2 separate regions of the Arachis hypogaea genome follow, and region 2 is linked to region 1. Evidence: chromatin contacts called from public Hi-C data. All regions are on one chromosome and are shown on one strand. Each heading gives the region's core, a stretch centred on a gene start, on an enhancer-like site or on the middle of the called end of the contact. The rest is flanking DNA. Distances are from core to core; before and after follow the strand shown.

What was found. Hi-C and Micro-C count contacts between places; a contact is called where the count stands out from the background.
Region 2: a Hi-C map of leaf shows a contact between it and region 1, with 3 times the contacts expected there. The contact joins the promoter of LOC112789409 here to the enhancer-like site in region 1. A contact is called at or near these places in 3 of 8 Hi-C or Micro-C datasets (leaf and an unstated tissue).

The regions. Positions count from the first base shown.
Region 1 is chr3:10,015,782-10,021,947 of arahy.Tifrunner.gnm2.J5K5, forward strand. LOC112789407 (probable amidase At4g34880) reads right to left here. Exons shown (of 5, transcript XM_025831278.3): 5 at 5,372-6,060. The coding sequence ends at 5,665. Among protein-coding and RNA genes, the nearest start is that of LOC140183713, 6.3 kb to the left of the region's middle. Within about 2 kb of position 3,625, at least 1 of the 3 cell types and tissues checked has open chromatin away from gene starts, as enhancers often do.
Region 2 is chr3:10,078,848-10,085,013 of arahy.Tifrunner.gnm2.J5K5, forward strand. LOC112789409 reads right to left here and starts at 3,894. Exons shown (of 4, transcript XM_025831284.3): 1 at 3,537-3,894; 2 at 2,314-3,225; 3 at 1,909-2,142; 4 at 1,450-1,755. The coding sequence starts at 3,746. The coding sequence ends at 1,576. It also overlaps the pseudogene LOC112772715.

The DNA.
Region 1 (6,166 bases), core at 2,375-4,874:
TGAGAATAATTAGTTATTCTATTTCTGAATTGGAATTATAAATTTGGATGAGATCCAAATCGATTATGTTTTAAATTGTTATGATATGATTCATAAAATTTGAATGATTCAAGATTTGAAATTTCAAGATATGATTTAAATTTGAATTGAGAATCAAATTTAAAATCAGTAACAAATCTCATACTATATATATGTACGTCAAGAGTACAAGAAAGTCACAGAGATAATAACAAGAATTTTATCCTTTTACCTCTACGCACATAAACGTATGTGAGGCTAATTCTTGAAAAATAATTTTATGGCGTGCAAAGAGTTGTAAGAGGTTTCTCAATTTAGATCAGATCCATTGGTCAAAGAGTTGACAGCAAAAGTTGGTCTCGGTGTGGATACGCATAGTGCCTTCGTACCATCGAAGGAGAAAAAATTTTTTACTAGCGTACTCAAGTATTTAGATCTAATCTATTATATATTTATTATTGGAATAAAATTTAAACACAAAATAGATCTTTAAGAATTACTTTCTTTTCTTTCACTGCGTATTATAAATACATAGTAATCCTTCAATTACGAAAGGAGTTTATAACAGCTCAGGTAGCACTCGTCAATTATAGGAGTTTCTACTTTAAATTTTATATATGATCCATCAAGATTTATTAGTTACTTCGTTCCATTGAGTAACTTAGGCAAAAATGAAAAATCATATATAAATTTTGAAGTATCCAAAGGATGTTATCCTTGGTTGACATAGCACCCTATACCTAACGAATTGGATTCCTTGTCGTTGTCCCTCTTTATTTAATATTATTTATTTATTTACTATATACTTATTTAGATGCATCTATTCGATATTTTAATTTTTTTTAGATTAATAATTTTATGATAATTAGCCTCCAACTCGAAGTGAAAAATAACACAATTTTAAGAATTTGTGACATAAATAATTTGTTTACATAACAATAACTTTAAACAATTAATTAAAAATAAAATATATTTTTTATTTTTAAAATTTATTAAAAAATTTAAAAATATCTATAAATTTTATTTTATTTTAATTTTATTAAAAAAAATGTTGATTTACATCACATATATTCTTAGTAGCTATGTTTTGGCAAGGTTACTCTTCCATGCTATAGATGAGTTTCATATTGTCCTTTGGAAATTCTAGCAGCTTTTGACTCAAAAGTGAAGTATCTCTGTATATTCGGATTTAGGTATGGTACTTGCAAAAAAGATTCTGACATTTAAGTAAGTGAAAAATCTTTAAGAAAGCGAGTATAATATCGGCTATTGTATTGTTGATCTTCTGCCTTCTTACTAGGGGTGGCAGTGGGGCGAGTAGGGGCGGATTTTTGCCCTACCCGACCCCGCCCCGCCGTCCTTGCACTCCACTACTACCCGCCCCACCCCTACCCGCGGGTAGTAGGCTGCCCTACCCTAACCCGCCCCCACGGGTACCCGCCCCGCCCCTACCCGCTCCTATAAAAATTTAAAATTCATAACTAAATTAAAATACAAACATAAGATTCATACAATGTCAAATAACTTGAAATTAAAAAAAGATTAATGTTTAATCACTACAAATTTAACAGCATAATAAAAAAATTGCATCAAGAGAGTCTTCAATCATTATTCTTGTTCTTCCACTATTTAACAAACCTACATTGAAAACACAGCATAAAAACTAGTTAAGTTAAGCATTATGATCAGTAAACACAAAGTTTTATCAAATAACTTGGCACCATTTTTGAAAAAAAAGGTGAAATAATTTTTCAGAAGTAACAGCAATACCATTGAGAAGAAAGCAACACCAAATTAAAATTCCAAAGCAAAGATAAACAAAAATAGAAGCAGCTAACACTTATTTTAGAATTGAACAATTTGCAGAAGTATAGTTTCCATGGTCAACAAATAAAATAACTCTAATGATGATGCAATTAAAAATTACTATATAACTATGTAGAAATAGTTACTCTAACTCTTACTTTGTAAAATAATAAATAAAAAAACCAATCTTAGTAATGCCTCGTGCTAAGAAAGAAGAATATATAAAAATTGAGTCCTATTAACCAATCTCACCACTCTTTACCTGTTAACCACAACTAATCAAGTGTTATCCCAGCAAAAATTTTTCAATTATATCAAAAGACCAAGTGCAAACTCTACAAGCCTGGTTCCAAGTTCCAAGATCCTAGTCAATCTTTTTAAAAGTAAAGCCAAAAATAAATTAGCATCAATGCATCATATATCACACTGTAGTCTCTTCTCTAAATACTTAAACCAGCTTGACAAAAACTAACTTTTTAAAAAATTTAAGTTTATTCAATGTTAATTATAATAAAATTCATTGTATAAAATAAGAGTAACAAATTTACAGTCAACGGGTTAATAATTTAATAAGCAAATTTGATACAACAATGCTAAATGTAAGCTGTAACATCATCAAGTGAATCACTCATTACCTAAATAAGTTTCATGTGTATACATAGCAAGCATGATGACTTGATGGTGTTAGATTGAAATCAATTATAACTAATCAAGCACAAATCACAATATTGACTGACTCTGAATCAGCTCCAAAAGAATACATGGCATTATGGATAATCAGCCTTCAATTTTATAACTACCACAAGTGTCTTGATTGCTAGAAAATATTAATCAGGAAAGCCATAAACAATGCTTAAACAAAAAAGCCATATGATATATATTTAACATAAAAAATGAGAAGTAAGAGATAATTTCAGTTTTCAAACATACTTTGATTTAAAAAAATAAAGATACATAAGGCCAACACACATAAATTAGGCCGATTCTTACTAGTAAGTAAGAAAACTTACAGTTATTACTCAAACAAATTGCAAAGCTCATGCTTTAAAGAAGTACATAAATCAACTCAGATTAGCAAATGTTAATTTCTTTAAAAAGGAGAGGACCTTGGCAGGGCCAACAAGTTCCTGAGGGCTGAGGATATCATTCTTTATATCGTCATTTAGGGATTTTTCAAGATCAATAATTATTGTACTTAAAGAAGTCCTCCGTCATTCATCAACAATTTACATAATATTAATGAAAAGGCAAGTTTAACTGTTCTAACATAAAAAAATTAAATATAAAATCTACTCACAAAAAACAAATATGGAGAAGGCAAGAAGCAAAGAGCAAGCCAGTAAGCTGTAAGTAGTGAGTAAAGGAGGAGCGATTGCTGCTTACCAGTGAGACGACGACAGAGGAAGGAAGGACCGGAGACTGCAAATCAAAGAGACGAACGGCGAGGAGAGTGACGGCAACGAGAGAAGTGCGAGCGAAGTGAGTACGGTGAGAGAGAGCGGCGAGGTGAGCGACTGCGCGACGACGGCGGTGAGCGACTGAGCAAAGCAAGAAACAGCGGTGGTGAGCCACGGAGGCGGTGAGCAAGGTTGTTGCTGTGTGGGTTTCTGGGATCTGGGTAAGTGAGTGCTGTGTGTGTTTCTGAGATTTGGGTATGTGGGTAGGTGGGTACGAGGGTATGAGGGAAGCAACCCTAATTGCCAAGAGAGATATATATATGAGGGAGTATATGTACACTCTGGGGCGGGTAGAGGCGGGTTTACCATGAACCCAACCCGCCCCGATAAACACCCCACCCCGTTCAGGACCCGCCCCGCTTCGGGTCGGGTTTAAACTCGCCCCGGTCGGGTTGGGTCGGGTCGGGTACCCGCGAATTCGAGTACTCCTGCCACCCCTACTTCTTACCCCAGCTCAGTCTTTGATTTATAGCGACTATAGCTAAATTATTCGTCGGTTTGTTAGTCAAAATATTCGTGGCTGGTTAAGTGCGAGATTTTGAAAGAAAAATTTGTTATGATAAGAGATCAATTATTTTGAATCTATTTGGCCCTATCGAAAAATAACTCAGTTTTGCCTATATATTACAAATACAGTACAGTTATATTTTTAAAAGATTTAAGACTAATCAAACAAGAATTTAGATATAATTTTTAAAATAGAAACAGAAGAGCTACAATAATTAGCGATCAAAAGAGTAGAAGAAAATTATTAAACAATGACAACATTAAAATCCGATTCCTTCTTGACGCCGTGACAAGTTCATTGGCTTCCAAACAAACCATACACTGGAATATCTCTTTATTATCTCACTCGGTAATACTATAATCAAACACAAACCTAAAACAAAACATGTTATAATCAAACATTTTTTTATAATCATAATCTTTGCGAAGTGCATCGACTTTATCCCATGCATGATATTTTGGCACTAATAATCTAAATGATAAATCATAGAATTAAGTCAATATAAATAAATACATTTAAATTTAAAAACTTTTTAATTGTTTACTGTTCTGATGACTTTTAAGTTATTTACTTTTAGTTTACATATATTAATATACTGAAGATAAATTACTATTATTATAATGATTGATTTTTTCATATATATTTTTGTTTTGTTTTGTGTGTTTTAGTTTGATTGGTTATTGGTTGTTTTAATAAATTAAAGCAACTTATATAGTGAAAGAACGTATAAAAAATTAAAGAATTGATTATATTATTAAAAATTTGGATTAAAAAAAACTATAATATGACCTTTAGTGTGGTTATGAATCCGCTACTATATTAGAAACACAGTTTTTTGATTAATGACATTTTGCAGCAATTAACAACTACTGCCATCTACAAGTAGGCTTGATTGTATTTTAGTAGCGGTTAGAATTGCTGCAGAAATATTTTGCAAAAAAATATCATATAACAGCGAATACTATTAACAATTATTAAAAATTTTACCGCACGCTATCTTTTAACAGATTGATAATAACTATTATTTATTCTACAGCGATTAGAAACTGCTGCTATATATCCAACTCCAAAATCGCTACTAACTACCAGATATGGTGCAGTGAATTCACATATATAATTCTATTTTATTATCAATGTACATAACTTCTAATCTAATCGTCAAATCATCATTGCAAACTAATTAAACTTATATGAACCGTAAAATCATATATAATTCTTGAAATATCCAACCGATGTTATCCTTGACGACTTTTATATAACATATATAATAATATAATATAATAAATACAAGGCTCCAATGCTAGCTATATTATGATATTTTTCATGTGTATGTGGGTCTAGATGGTAATGTCATGATTAATAATAGAAGGAAAACGATGCTGAGACCCTAACTACTTTTTTCATACATAATATGTGAATAACATATACCAACACGTCACTACAACAACAAAGATTCAAGATTCAAGCTAAGATTCAAGATCTCTTGTTATATACCTAACTAACATGGATTCCTTAATTCCGTTGTCCCTAGGTCCCATATATATTTAATATTATTTTGTTATTTATTATTGTCCAACTCAAATTGAAAACAACACAATCAATATTTACATTCTTATTATTACATATATATAAATCATTTACTTACATCCAATAGCTTCTTCAAACAATCATTTAACTAAACTTACATATTCACATTGACAACACTAATACCCTATATTATTTATTTAACTGCTTTCATCTCATAATGAAGATGACAAAGTGATACGACTTCTCCAATTTTGTACTCATCACCTAATGTGTGAGTATCAATATATATCAAACATTAATTTTAATTAGTAATTCACCATTTCAATTCATCCAAATTTATTAAATTAATTATAAGCTGCTAATACTTCTCTGTGCTACTTGCGTTACTATTAAATCATTAGGAGGAGGCCTACGTTTCTTGGTAGCTTGTTCAAAAGAATAAGCAATTTCAATCAGAGTTGGTTCTGAATACTTTAATCCTCCAAATGAAACACCCAATGGCATCTTCTCATTGTTGTATCCACCAGGCACTGTTATTGCTGGGTAACCACCAACCGCTAAAAATGGAACCAATTTTTGTCCCACATATATCAATGCATCAAGCTTCTTCTCTTTCATCACCTTCTCAAACCCATTTTTGGAAAGTGTTTCTAGATTTGATATTGCTTCTTGAACTTCTTTGCTTATTCCATTGTTCTTGTTTGCTTTTATAAACATGTCTTGTGGATAGTCAACTATTTTCTCCTGTACCAAAATTATAAGATAATAATAACAAATTACTCAACACAGTTCATAAGTTAAAAGTGTTAGTTAATCTTGCTAATTTGTGTGTCATTATTATCTCTTGTTT
Region 2 (6,166 bases), core at 2,644-5,143, 63 kb after region 1:
GTGATGGAACATGGCTCTGGCTATGCTTGGTTGGGCTGGTGGTTGCACCATGTTGGCTTGCCCACTCCAAGTTGAAAGTTGGGTCATGGTACTTGGGCGAAGGCTCAAGTGTCCTGGCTCCTAAACTAGAGGGCTGGATTCACAGAGCAACGATCACCTCTGGCTTCTAACAGTGGAGGGATTACAAGCTGCTGCACCAATAGCCCACAATGCCTGGTGTGCCTAGCCCTTGAACCATCACTTTTTTATATGGATTTATAGAAGATGGTGAATCTATTAGTGGCTGACATGATCTAGACAAACTTGAACAATGAACAGCTGCTTTAGTATTTGTAACCATGCCTTTATGGAGGAAATCCGGCTTTTCGAATTCATCATTTTCATGTCTGATCTCCTTAAGCATTGCTGTTACATCTTTCATGGCAGGCCTTTCTTCTGGTAAGGATTGACACGTAAGAGAGCCGCCGCTCCAAGAATTTGAAGCATCCCAGTTATCCTTGTTCCACATTGCAGTATCAGATTCTGGTCAAGGATTGACGTGAAGTCTCTTTTCGCCACTGTCAGGATGAGACACATATAACAATGTTTATAACAGCTCTAGCCTCTAAGTGCTATATCGACGGACAAAGCACATATAACAATGTTTATAATAGCTCTGACAGGAATATCAATTTGCCGAGTTAGGCCACGCTAACTTGTAACCCAAGTGGGGGACTTCGAGTGGTGGAACGTGGCTCTGCTTCTGCTTGGTTGGGCTCGTGGGGTGGCACTATATTGGGTTGCCTACTCCAAGTTGAGAGTTGGGTCATGGTACTTGGACTGAAATCTCAGGTGTCCGGACTCCTAGACTCAGGGGCACTGCGCCTCGCTGGCGATGGATTACAAGCCGCTGCGCCAGGTGGGCCGGGCCTAGTTCTCGAACCATCACTTTTTTGTATTTTATTTTTTTATTTATGAGAATTTTTTAAGGGTAAAAACAATAAAATTCTGGATTTTGTTTTTAGTCTTTTCTTCTATTTTCTATTTTTCTTAATAAAATTTAAAAAAAACATTAAAATTAAAATAAATAAATACAAAATAAACACACTTAATTTTTTTGCTTAATTTAGCAGGAGTGGATCCATTACTTTTAATAGAAAAATTTTTAACAATTACCAAAATTTATTATTTTTGACCGACATTTTTAATTATCAGTTCACTTTTTTAGGATTTTAGATTTTAATTTATATTTTTAAATATTATTGTCTCATTACTAACAAAAAATAATAAATTCTATTAGTCCTCTAATATTTTTTTTAAATATAACTAGTGACGCTTTCATTTACAATTTTCATTCTTATCTTATCAGTAATGTTATCACTCATCAAGTTATCACACTTCAATGCTTATCATATTAATGCATATACAAAATCCAACACCTCCCATAAAAAAAAATGAGTGTGAATATGCAAAATAAATAAGTAACATATGAACTTCCTTCACTATCCAATATGAATTTGTTTCTATTACACTACTAGCTATAATCTTGTAAATAAAATTCAGGGAAAAAATTGTAAAGTAAATTAAATTTGGCACTTAATCACTTGAAAACCGCCGTGGTAGTGGCGGCGTAGCCACGGCAACATGGCGGCCGGATTTTACCATGTCGAGAGAGTCCTTAATTGTTGTATCAAATAATCTGTTGTCTGGGTTCTCTGCATAGCACACATAGTAACAACTCACACATGCTTGAGGTAGTGCCATGGCAATCCTAGTCTGCACCATCATAAAAATGTTGATCACATTAATATCACAACATACATGTTAACATTAATAATATAACGATTCATCATAAATTACTCCACATGTTTCAAAATAACTGTGACATACATTAATTTTAAAAGGAAAAGAGTGAAACATAGTACTAACCAGAAGGTATCCAATGAAGAATGTGAGAAGGGAGAGGGTGGCAGTGAAATTTTGGTACAATTGGGAGGTCCAAGCAGACACTGCAATGACACAGATTGAGGCAATGCTAACCCCAGAGAGGAAACAAATTGAGCTAGTTATATCTGAGTCCACAATTGGTTCCATTTCAAGTCTCTTAAACAGGGACCAGGTGTCTTGGGATGCAGCTACAAAACCTTTACCATAGGCAGCTATCTGTTATAACATCAATTCAAATAAACCATGTCTTACTTAGTCATACTATGATTTCTAAAGCCATACATGTTAAAGTAACAATATCAATTCTAATAGCCTCAAATTGCTTACCAACATTATTTAACACTATCAATATTTTGATGAAGCAAATAGTTTAGTAGTTGTATGTACCTGAACATAGGCCCAACCATTCCCATATCTGAAGATAGATTCCATGACTCTGAAACAACACCTAGCACAACAAAACAAGAACTCATCTTCCCCCTCAACCAAATTCAGAAACCTAGCAACAACCCTTGTCGCCTCGATCGCCGGCACGAACAGAGATCCCAAACAAGCACTCCCAAGGTTCCTTGTCATTGCCCTCAAGAATCCAAACTTAGTGCTAGATTGCATTCCCCTAAGATAATACAAAGCAACAACTCTACTAACACTAATGTTCACAACATTCCTCATAATCTCTGAAGTCCAAGCCAAGCTCAAAACCAAAGCAATGATCACCAAAGAAGGCAAATAGAAATTCAATGCACCAATCACTGCTAAACTCCACAGTGACATCCAAAACAATGCAGCACCAAGCATGTAAAAAGTTGGCTGGTTCAGATCACGGAACTTGGAAACAGGTTGAAGTGAAAGTGTTAGAATTTTGGTGCAAAATTTGATTCTGTTCTGAACCCAACATGCATATAAACCATTCCCTATTGAAAATGCAATGAGAGAAACTCCAACACCATCTGTTGGAGGCTTTTGGAAGCAGAGAAGGAGAATTCCAGCAGAGAGTGACATGAAAAAAGAACACCATAGTGTGAAATGTGTCATGAAATTTGGCCATTTTCTTATTGCAGTTTGCCATGTTAGTGCTAGAACAATGCTTAGAACTGAAGCTGCTTCTACTTGAGGTAGAAAATACTTCACTACCCTTGTTTGTTTTCTCCTTTTAGAATCTGATGAGGGTTGGATTAGTCCTTCAACTCCCTTGAATATAAGAAAAGCAACCAATGCTATGGCTATTAACATGTGAAGAAGGAACAGAAACAGGGTAATCTTGTTGGTGTATCTTCTTGAATTCAGTGTCACCGTTTGCTGTTATAATTAATAAAAAAAAATAACATTGAAACATTTTTGTTACAAACATGTAAAACAATAACAGCTGCAATAACAAAGTTTTATCCCACTACATAAAATCGACTACGTAGATTAACAGATGCTATTGAGTTATATCATTATCATATTTACAGTAAAACTTTTTGTACATGTAAGTCTCTTTTGACCGCTCGTATATAGTTTTTTTGGGTGTTCCTCTACTTTTTTTACATTTATCTAATATTTTATTCAATGAAGTATTTGAATTTAAGCAGCAATTTGTCTGCAAAATTCAAGAAAAGAGAACATACTTGGGGGATTGATGGAGTAGAAGAAGGCTGAGAAGGTGGTGGTTGTTGAGATTGATGAAGATGATCAGGAGAAAGAGAAGCAACTCTGGTGGCATTGTTGATCACAATCCTTAAAGGGTTTGTGGGATTCAACCTCTCAAACTTGGAGGCTTGAAATTCTGTATCACCATTATTATTATGGTCACTCATCACTTTCTCTTCAAACTTCATTTGTCCATTCTCCAAGTCAAATGTTCCTTTGCATTTTGTTCTCTCACTTGTTCAGAATCTCCCTCAACTGCTCTCATCTCCATCAACCATGCAGAAATTTGAAATTTCTTTTTATAAATGTTGCAACAGTTTCTAAGAAAATCATCGACTTATCATGTTCTTTTTATAATATGTAAGAGAAATTAAATTAGTTATATAAAAATTTTAGATATATGTATGATATTATTCTATTTTGTCATATAAGAATAAAATGTTTATTAGGTGATATAGTCTTCTTTCTTTATAATTCTTCTTCTATTTCAATCTTTTGTTGTTATTTATTTTTTTTGGATTATTTTATGTATTTAATATTAATATTATTTTCATTTAATAAGTAGATGAACAAAAAAGATATTTATATTTAGATGACTTCTTTGTTATATTTATTAGTATTTAAATATAACATAACCATGCCATTTTAGATATATCTTCATAATCTATTATTGAAATTTGTTTTTGGCTTTATCTTAAATAAGAAAAAGTATATATAAATAAGAAGAAGAAAAAAAAGCGTTAACACATCTTTATGTTTAAAATATTTTTTTATAGTCACGAAAAAAAATTTTTTTATTTACCTTTCTTTTTCTTTTTTTTTTCTATCTTTAATCATATTTATCTATTTATAAAATAGTTTTATATTGAAGAATTAATATATAATATTATCAAATACTATTGCATTATCTTAATATATAATGAAATTAACAACGTAATACGAAATTGACCCCGACAACAAACATTATATATACATTTATATATTTCCTATTAATTATATGCACCCAGTGGCCAATGCTTGCGGAACAACGAACAATGGCATATGATGATAGAAGTTAAGAGGAATAAAAAAAATAACGTTGAAATAGATGTATACGGTAGCTATAGGAATTGATAAATTCTTACGTGTGATAGGTGTTATTATTCATAAGCTCACATGTGTAAAGGTGATAAGGTATAGCTTCATTTAATTTATATATATGTTTGATGATTTTTTGTTCTTATGTACATCGTACCTATCCAGCAAATTATCTACTCTCTTATTATTAGTAGTGTTAAACAAATAGTGTACGTTTATTATAATTATAATATAACGAAACATGAATCAATTTAAAAAAAAAAATTATTGGAGGACAGTAGAATTTATTATTTTTATTAACAATTGATTAATATTTTAAAATATTAACTAAAAATAATAATTAAAATAATAAATTTTGTTGGTTTTTTTTTAAATTAAAATTTTCTGCTAATGAAAGAGAGAATTTATGGAGAAGACTACTGCAAATTTTAAAAAGTAGATTGGAATTTAGGTTCGACAAGCAAAAAAATTATACAACACGTAGTCACCTATGCATGAAAGTTCCAGGTCGCACTTAAAGCCAACTCTTCATCTTTATATAATAATTAATTAATTGTACGATAGATTATTTCAAGTGTTTGATATTCGTTACATTAGTTCCTAGAAGTCATATATATATGTATTATATAAATTAGTTGACTTTGTATTATATTTCAGGTTGATAATTCTCTATTTTTAAATTTTTAAAATGTCTTTTAAATTAGTCTGTACATTAATATTGTCTTTCGATTTTTAAATACTCTAAATGTATCCTTCAATTTAAATTCCGTGCAAAATTCTAGTTCTTCCATCTAATTCCGACATGACTCAGCAGTCGGAGCGCTGAGCTGGCGGTTCTACCTCCACGTGGCGATGAAAGTAGTTGGAAAAGAGAAGGTGATAAAAGTTGGGATGATGGGGCAGATTAAGAGAGAGATCTCGGTGATGAAGCTGATGAAGCATCCTCATTTCATTGCGCTCCACGAAGTAATGGCCTCCAAATCCAAGATCTACATCGCCATGGAGCTCTTCCAGGGACGAGCTCTTCAACAAAATTGCCACAAAGAGATGCATGAGGGAGGACCTTGCGAGGCTCTACCTCCACCAGCTTATCTCCGCCGTCGATTTCTTTACCACTGCGATCTCAAGCTAGAGAATCTTCTCCTTGACCACAACGGCAACCTCAAGGTCTCTGACTTCGGACTTAGCACTACTTTCTCCGAGCATCTCCGCCAGGACGGCTTGTTGCACATAACTTGCGGCACTTCGGCATATGTATAGAAATCAAACTTTAAATATTGTCGAAAATCACTAATTTCTTGAATAGCTAGATAGAAACAAAAATTTTCTCGCAAAATCAATATGCAAAAATATCTAGACTAATTGTGTCGCTATCAAATTCACTGAATAATTGCAAAAGTAAAAAAGCCAAATTTAAAAGTAGAGAAATAACAAATCAAACTATAATCGAAAAAATTCCACGAAAAATGAAAAGAGAGAGAGACAGAGAAAGACAGAGACAGAGAGGGAAATCTCAAAAGTTACCGCGTCG